Linked DNA regions of Danio rerio: region 2 is linked to region 1. The links are chromatin contacts, called in public HiChIP or PLAC-seq maps. All regions are on one chromosome and are shown on one strand. Each heading gives the region's core, a stretch centred on a gene start, on an enhancer-like site or on the middle of the called end of the contact. The rest is flanking DNA. Distances are from core to core; before and after follow the strand shown. Region 1 holds the start of col1a1b (collagen, type I, alpha 1b). Region 2 holds the start of g6pc3 (glucose-6-phosphatase catalytic subunit 3).

Region 1 (4,402 bases), core at 229-2,728:
GGCCATGGCTCTTGAAGTTGCAACGTGTCCACAGAGCAATGAGCATGGTTTGATATAATGCCAGATGTTCTTCTGTCTCTCTCTCTCTCTCTCTCTCTCTCTCTCTCTCTCTCTCTCTCTCTGTTTGTCTCTGCTTAACATGTTGCATATGAAGAAGCTAATGGCGCACAGCTTTGCCTATATGTTCAGGCATGCAATGGACATTTGCACAAATATTCATGTCATGTTTTTCTATCTGTCATTATAACATCGAACACTTACTTATTTCATATCTCTGCGCTGCATGTACTGTAAGGATGACTGTGCATGAAGCAGTACTACTTTATTATCATTGATTTTTAATGCTGAGTTCCACACAATCGATTTGTGTTGGGAAAACATGAAGGAATTAAGCTAGCTTATTAGTTTTTACAAATTTAAGTGGATTGAACAGAAAACAGTTAAGTTGTTCCACCAAAAAAACTCAAGAATTGTGTTGTTTCAGCTCCTTTTATATTAGAAATTTGAGAAAATGACATTTTTTGAGTGTGAATATGTTAGTTTTTCTATTTTTAAATCATATTTCAAGTAATTTAGTTGTGTATTTGTCAATTTTATTAGTTGTATTTAATATACTTAAGCTTAAAGCTACTCAATGATGCCTTATTTGTGTATTTTATTTTAGTTTATGTTCATTTCACATGCACAAGATATGTTTTATTTGATTTAGTGATGTTTAATCCTTGAAGAAAGCTTAAATAACAAATCTTTGTTAATAGCCCAAGATTGTTGCAGGAGCAGAACAATGAGGAAATGTAGTTTTTAAAAGATTTAGCGCATTAATACAACTAGAAATGTCTATTTAGGCTTATATTTTAAAGGGAAAGTTCAAAATTTTGTCGTGATTTACTCATATTTTAAACATAGAGTTTGCAAAAGAAGATATGTTTAAGAAAAGCTGGGTCCAAAACAAGTCGATGTGCATTTTCCACACATTTTCCAGTACATGTTTCTGATCCAGCAAAGAAAGTCATGTAAAGTTTGTGCAGACATTTAATGTCTGAACATTTTGAAAGAGTAAACCCTATTTTCTGAACATCTAAACATCCCTCAAATTCACCAAAAAAACCAAGAAATAATCAAATTTGTCATCTGGTAAGCATAATAAATCAGTAAAAGCCCATGAAATATTCACAGAGGGTGCTGCATGTCCAAGTCAAAAAGAAGCACACCAGATCCTGACATTCAGAGAAGAGCAAGATATCCAGAATCCCTAACAAACGTCTCCATGTTTTCAAAATGTCCACGTTGTAATGAAGACTAGGAATAGTTTGACATGTTTTAAGGCGGCCCTTTGTCTTGGCTGAAGGAGGGACTCCCTTCGCCTTGAACATGTAGCAGATATCTTGCGCACTCAGCACCTCCCCAAAACTTTGGCATATAAAAGCCAGGGTCAAACATTTGTTTAGGCAGTAGGGAGTTTCTGCTAGGGTCTGGATTGGAGTTACACAGACCGGACCCTACGTGTATGAGTGAGGACAAAACAGGATTCCCCTAGCCTCAAAGAGTCTACATGTCTAATATTTAGACATGTTCAGCTTTGTGGATATCCGGTTAGGGCTGCTGCTCGCCGCAGTGGTCCTTGCAGTGAGAGGACAAGGAGAGGATGACAGTGAGTATGATTTTTACTCCTGCTTTTAACTCCAAAGATGCTTGACAGTGGACACTGGAGTACTGAGGAGGGGGAGATGTTGCAGCTCACCTGCACTCTGAAACTTTCTTGGGAATGTCTTGAGGAGGAAAGCCCTACCTTTTTATTCTCACCAGCGTTTTTTAAAAACTTCTAGAAATCTTTCTTTGTGCATCTTGCGGAGTTGTTGTTTCTTCATCGTGCTTGTTTTCTGCGCGCGTGCCCTTACATGTTAAGCGCGAGCACGCGCGCCTGAGTGATGTCCTCGAGCGAAGGATGCGCTGAAGGAAAAGACGACGAAAAGAAGAGAAGAGGGCTTTTAAAATCACTTATCTTCTCATTTTCACGCTTCTCAGTATTCTGTCATACATTAATCTATCGAAAACAGGATATAAACCCGCTTATCTGTGGATTACACTGCTTTTGTGATAGAACAGATGCAGCCGTTACTCTTGTAAACAAACGGTTTTGTCATGGTTAGCTTAGCCGTTAAGGTTTAACAATATACTTACAATTTCGCGTTTCTAAATGACAAACAAGATTTTTATTTGATATGGAAAACCCTTTAGTTTCCAGTTCATTAATTGTGAGTGTTCGGGGCGTGACGGTGCATTGAACAGTCAATAGCGCCACCAAGCGGTGGATTTTAACACTATATAGTCTTAAACATGATGAAGGCCTGTCTTTAACATCATCACCCTAATGCACCACGCCCAATTACACTATTTTATCCTAATTTTAAAGATTTTTAACAGTTAAATTAAAACAGTAAGGTCTCTAATGTTCACTCTCTGCATTTTGCAAGAGTAATGCTATTATCGTTGCTTTTGTGTTATACTTACCATATATTTCCTTCTAAATGTAACCTAGAGGTGTTTGTATTTGTATGTTTTAGAGACTTTTTTATTCACTTAGCACTCTGAGGGTGATATTTAGTTGCCTGTTTGGTTACAATTATCTTTTAAAATCAAATTGAGATATTATTGTGGACCCTTCAGTTCAATTGATTATCCTCCACTGTCCTAATTCATGCTTCTTGTCCTTGCAGTCTCATTCGGTAGCTGTACATTGGAGGGTCAGAATTACAACGACAAGGATGTATGGAAACCCGAGCCCTGCCAAATCTGCGTCTGCGACAGCGGGACGGTCATGTGCGACGAGGTGATCTGCGAGGATACATCAGACTGTGCCAATCCAGAGATTCCCGATGGAGAATGCTGCCCCATCTGCCCCGACGGTACTACCTCCACCTTCAACCTTGTGGTCATGCTAGCTCTGCCGCCCTCAAGTGTGCAAACGCTTAATCACATGCTCTGGGAAATATCTGTCATTGGCCTGTCATCATGCTGGAGCCCTATGGAGTTTTAATACTTCACTGGATTCTTTCACCATTGATGCCTTTACATGCAGCTGAGGGATTAAGGATGCTCTTGCTTGTAGCTGTTATTATTTTTCAACTAATAATGCATTTTCTGCACTGTTTTTCACAACAGTGTATGATGCATTGCACATCAATGTGCTTTCATATATATATATATATATATATATATATATATATATATATACACACACATTTTGTGTGTTTCGTTTTGTAAATGCATATTAAGCTTCATTTACACACAAAACAAAGTAATGATGCTTTGTTTTGCTATTGTTATTGCTAAAAGTACTTGCTTATTTATTTATTTATTATTTCTACATACTTTTTTATTTTTTAGTTTATCTTTACATTAGCTGTTTTATTTAATTTCTGAAATATGTTTAATTTATTCCATAGAAGAAGAGACTGCAGGTCCTGAGCCTCCATATGTTGATACCGTGGTTAGTGTGAATTTTATTGCGTATAAAAAATGAATGCATCACAATAATGTGCATTAAGCACATTGAAACATGTTTATGTTATATTTGCAAATTGCTCCAAGGTAATTAAATTGCACTAAATTGCAAATATTTCACATTTTTCATCTTTAGGGTCCTGCTGGCCCAAGAGGAGACCCAGTGAGTAGACTTTTTGTTGTTGAAAATCTACTTACCAGCTTATTATGAATGTTTTTTTCCTACTATGTTTTGAAGACTAGTAATAAAATGAAACAAAAATGCACAATGGGGTTTTCAAGAGTACAAATGTCATAGGTGTTAAAAAGCTTGTATTCATATTAGAGGTAAACTGAAGGTAGTTATTAAGCATTTAACCTGTTGACCTTTACTTGTTCCGCTGACCTTTGACCTCTTTAACCTTATGTAACTTGCACAACGTTGCATATTAAAGCTTTTTATATATATTATGTCACTTACAGCACAGTTTAAAACTTTATATGATATTTTATACACGTTATGCAAAACAAAATGATAATAAAATCAGTATGGAAAGAAATTATTGTTCATGGGTCTCTGCTGTGTTTTACAGGGTCCTGTTGGGCCTCCTGGCAGAGATGGTACTCCCGGAGAGAATGGACTCCCTGGCCCTCCTGGTCCTCCTGGGACCTCTGGCCTTGGCGGCGGAGTAAGGAATTAATTCCGATATTTATATATATTATTTTTTATTTAATCTGTGAATCTGGATTTGAGTTATCTGCATCCTACAATTATATTTAGGATAACCAGACAGAAAGAATCTGTGCATAGTCTTCCACTGCTACACAGTAGATTTTTATGTTTGCCATAGAATATATGATATATATGAAGGTAAATACAGTAAAAATGTGTATTATTATTGCAATAAAATACTAAAGT
Region 2 (4,275 bases), core at 20-2,519, 230 kb before region 1:
ATTATGAAATTTGAAAGAGACGTGTTTAATCACTTTTTCTTAAATCATTTAATCTGAATATATTTATGAATTACACACTTTTGTTTAAATATACATTATTACAATAATAATAATTATTAGTAGTGGTAGTATTTATGATATTAGATTACTCTGCAGACATAAATCATTTGAGTCACAATTTACAGCAAGGTATTATTACAATAAGTTAATATATATAGTCAGGTCCATAAATATCGAGACATCGACAAAATTCTAGCATTTTTGGCTCTATACACCAGCACAATGTATTTAAAATTAAAACAAAAACAACAAGACGTGCCTTAACTGCAGACTCAGCTTTAATTTGAAGGTGCTTACATCCAAGTCAGGTGAGTGATGTAGGAATGTGTGGCTCCCACTTGTTAAGGGACCAAAAGTAATGGGACAGTAGGCTTCTTAGCTGTTTCATAGCTAGGTGTGTGTTATTTTCTCATTATCCCAATTATAATGAGCAGATAAAAAGTTCATTTCAAGTGTGCTACAGACCTGACTGTATATTAATTAATCAATCTTTACCTTTATTTGTCTCCTTAAGGACATTTTTTCTTGAGCAATCAAGCGGGTAAAGTACATTTAGTGACAAAACAGCTATTAATCATACATAAACAAAGACATAATACTATAATAATGAAATAAAACACTAGTACAGCATTTATTAATCATTTACTAATGTGTTATTAAAATCCTAAAAAAGTCATGCTTGTTAACATTAGTTAACATGAACTAGCAATGGACAACTTTCCATTAACTAACGTGAATAATGAATAAATACTGCAATGAAAGTATCGTTCAGTGTCTTCATTAACTAGCTAGCATTAACTAATACAACCTTATTATGAAGTGTTTCCATTATCTGACACAGTTTTCGATTTCACTTCACAACATCCCATAGTGGAAAACTACTCATACCATTTAAGAACCAGATTAAGCCACTCTGAAAGAGCTGCTACCCAGAGCACAGCGATGCCTGTCCGGCGATGTATGTAAAACACGACGGGGAAAACCAGCAGAACCGCGGCTTTCGGGTCTCCCATATGAGAAGCGACGAGCCACATATCCTCCAAACTTCTGCTTTTCTGCTGAAGGGCTTCCGCCATCCACACGCCCTGCCGGTAGACGCTCTCCATTATAAGATGTTCAATAAACGTCCAGGAATAAAATTAATTTCCACTTTTCATCTTCCAGACTCTGAGAATCAACTGTCAGATGGACAGATGTGTCATGTTTTGCAGATCTACCGCTAATACGGGAGCCGCAGCAGGACATCTTTGGCTAAACGCGTTTTTTAAAATCAGGACGGGAACTGAACCTGAATTGTTCAGTCATTCATTCATTTTCCTTTGGCTTAGTGCTTTATTTATCAACGGTAACTACAGCGGAATGAACAGCCAACTATACCAGCATATGTTTTACGCGATGGATGCCCTTCCAGCCGCAACCCAGTACTAGGAAAAGACCTGGATTCATTCATTTATTCATTTTCCCTCAGCTTAGTGCCTTATTTATCAGGGGTCGCCACTGCAGAATGATCTGCCAATTATTCCAGCATATGTTTTAAGCAGTGCATGCCCTTCTAGACGAAAGTGTTGGGAAAGGACCTGAATCCATTCATTCATTCATTCATTTTTCTTTGGCTTAGTGCCTTATTTATTAGGGGTCGCCTCAGCGGAATGAACCGCCAACTATTCCAGCATATGTTTTACGCAATGGATGCTTTTCCAGCCACAAACCCAGAAGTGGGAAAGGACCTGAGTTCGTTAATTTTCCCTCAGCTTAGTGCCTTATTTATCATAGGTCGCCACAGTGGAATGAACCACCAACTATTCCAGCATATGTTTTAAGCACTAAATGCCCTTAATTTTTCTTTGGCTTAGTGCCTTATTTATCAGGGGTCACCACAGCAGAATGAACCGCCAACTATATATATTTTACGCAATGGATGCCCTTCAAGTCGCAACCCAGTACTGGGAAACAATATGAATTCATTCATTTATTCATTTTCCTTGGGCTTAGTGCCTTATTTTTCATTCAATTCGCTCAGAGCCTGAAGGTTTTGTCCTCCATACCCGCACTATAATTATTTGTTTATTTATTTAAGCCGGAATTTGTAAATATTTAAATACATTTATATGCATATTTATGTGTTTATTTTTTATTTATGCAGGGATTTATGGATTTATTTACTAACTTATTAAAGATATTTGCATATTTATTTTTTGTTTTGCAGGTTTCGCCCTTCATACCTGCACTATTAATTATTTGTATATTTATTTATGCAGGGAATTTGTGAATTTTTTATATACGTTTATTAATTTATTAACATATTTATTTATTTATTTATTTATTTATTTCTTATTTTATTTATGCAGGGAGTTGTGGATTTATATTCATTTATTAATTATGTTGGTGTATTGATTTATTGTTTCTGCAGGTTTCATCCTCCATACCCGCACTATTAATTATTTGTATATTTTATTTATGCAGAAATTTGTGAATTTTTATTTACATTTATTTGCATTTTTATTTTATTTATTGTTTTGTTTATACAGGAATGTATGCCTTTATTTACTCATTTCATTCATTCATTCATTCATTCATTCATTTTCTTTTTGGTTTAGTGCCTTTATTAATCCCGGGTCGCCACAGCGGAATGAACCGCCAACTTGTCCAGCACGTTTTTACGCAGCGGATGCCCTTCCAGCCGCAACCCATCTCTGGGAAATATTTACTCATTTATGAATGATAATTGCATATTTATTTATTAGTCATGCATTATTTATGGATTTATTTACAAATTTATTAATGATATTTGTGTATTTATTTTTTATTATTCTAAATGAATTTATGGATTTATTTACAAATTTATTAATGATATTTGTGTATTTATTTTTTTATTATTCTAAATGAATTTATGGATTTATTTACAAATTTATTAATGATATTTGTGAATTTATTTTTTTATTATTTATGCAGGGATTTATGGATTCATTAACTAATTTATTAATGATATTTGCGTATTTATTCATTGTTTTGCAGGTTTCGTCCTCCATAATAACATGCTTTTCTCGAGTAGGAAAAGGAGACGTTTACAGACGTTTTGACGGGTATAGTATATCCATGAAATAAAATACATGAATAAACTCTCCTCTCCTCTTTCCTGTCACCTGACGTGCCTCTCTGCGTCGTCGCGTACGTTTACGTAAAGCTCGCACTCCGGGTTCCCTGGCGGAGAAGATGGCGGCTCCTGGACCGGGGGAGTATTTCAGTGTCGGGAGCCATGTCTCTTGCCTCACCTGTTTGGGGCAGCGTTTGCAGGGAGAGGTGGTGGCTTTCGATTACCCGTCCAAGATGTTGACTCTGAGTATCCTTTATTCCTCCGATATGTGTTTTTAAACGGCAGGACTGTGTCAAACTGGAGCTCCGCGCGAGCGTGTTTATATGTGCGCTAGTGGCCTCATTCAACGCCTATTCTTGCTTCATTCACTTTCTGTGTCGTGTTTGGAGACCACCTGCCACGTTTATCGCTTGGAAATTTCCTTGTTTAGTTGATTTGATGTTGATTCATACTTGTGATCCCATCGGAATAGTGTTGTTTGTGGTTAGCGTGTCGATTAGCATGTCCTCGCGACCGACAGCATTAGCAGGCGCGCTAAGCTAATGTCTTTCCAGTGCAATAATGGCAGCTCTCGTAGGACACATTACACGCTTACTAAATGGTTGTTTGTATTCTAGTAAGTGTTACTTTGTTGGAAATAATCGTGGACAGGCTGCATAGTGTACTCGTTTATCATCATGCTATAACTACACGCGGTATGTAGCCGTATCGCTGTTTTCAGATCAGCAATATCAGGTCGTATTTTGTCCAGTTGTACGGTTGTTGTACTGATACAGGTGTTTTGAGATGCTGAGATTGGATGAACGTCAGGTGTATGCATTCTTATCATAATATGAACATGTTGTTAAGTGCTGAAATACTTCGACATGCTGTCTTAAAGAGTGTCCAGGTGATAGTGTTGACACACCCTGTGTCCAACATATTCCTGCTGTATTTTCTTTATGTTTTGGAAAACACTGCTTTAGCATTCTGTTACTTTGTCCTCAAGAGTTACTCCTTTGGTCATCTCAGGACATTTGTAGCTTTAATCATGTGAATAAGTCTGAACAGGTTTTCTAATGTGTAAAAAATCCATTTAGTCTTTAATATGTCATGCACTTGTCTCATAAATGCATGCTCAC

The links. HiChIP or PLAC-seq counts read pairs in DNA pulled down with a chosen protein or histone mark.
Region 2: an H3K4me3 HiChIP or PLAC-seq map of embryo shows a contact between it and region 1, with 3 times the contacts expected there. The contact joins the promoter of g6pc3 here to the promoter of col1a1b in region 1. A contact is called at or near these places in 2 of 4 datasets of contacts at active chromatin or transcription factors (embryo and gastrula embryo).

Annotation. Positions count from the first base shown.
Region 1 is chr12:3,518,790-3,523,191 of GRCz12tu, reverse strand. It overlaps col1a1b (collagen, type I, alpha 1b), which reads left to right and starts at 1,478. Exons shown (of 51, transcript NM_201478.1): 1 at 1,478-1,651; 2 at 2,718-2,906; 3 at 3,447-3,490; 4 at 3,641-3,667; 5 at 4,077-4,172. The coding sequence starts at 1,570.
Region 2 is chr12:3,750,782-3,755,056 of GRCz12tu, reverse strand. g6pc3 (glucose-6-phosphatase catalytic subunit 3) reads right to left here and starts at 1,269. Exons shown (of 7, transcript NM_001080066.1): 1 at 949-1,269. The coding sequence starts at 1,166. lsm12b (LSM12 homolog b) reads left to right here and starts at 3,269. Exons shown (of 5, transcript NM_213148.1): 1 at 3,269-3,400. The coding sequence starts at 3,274.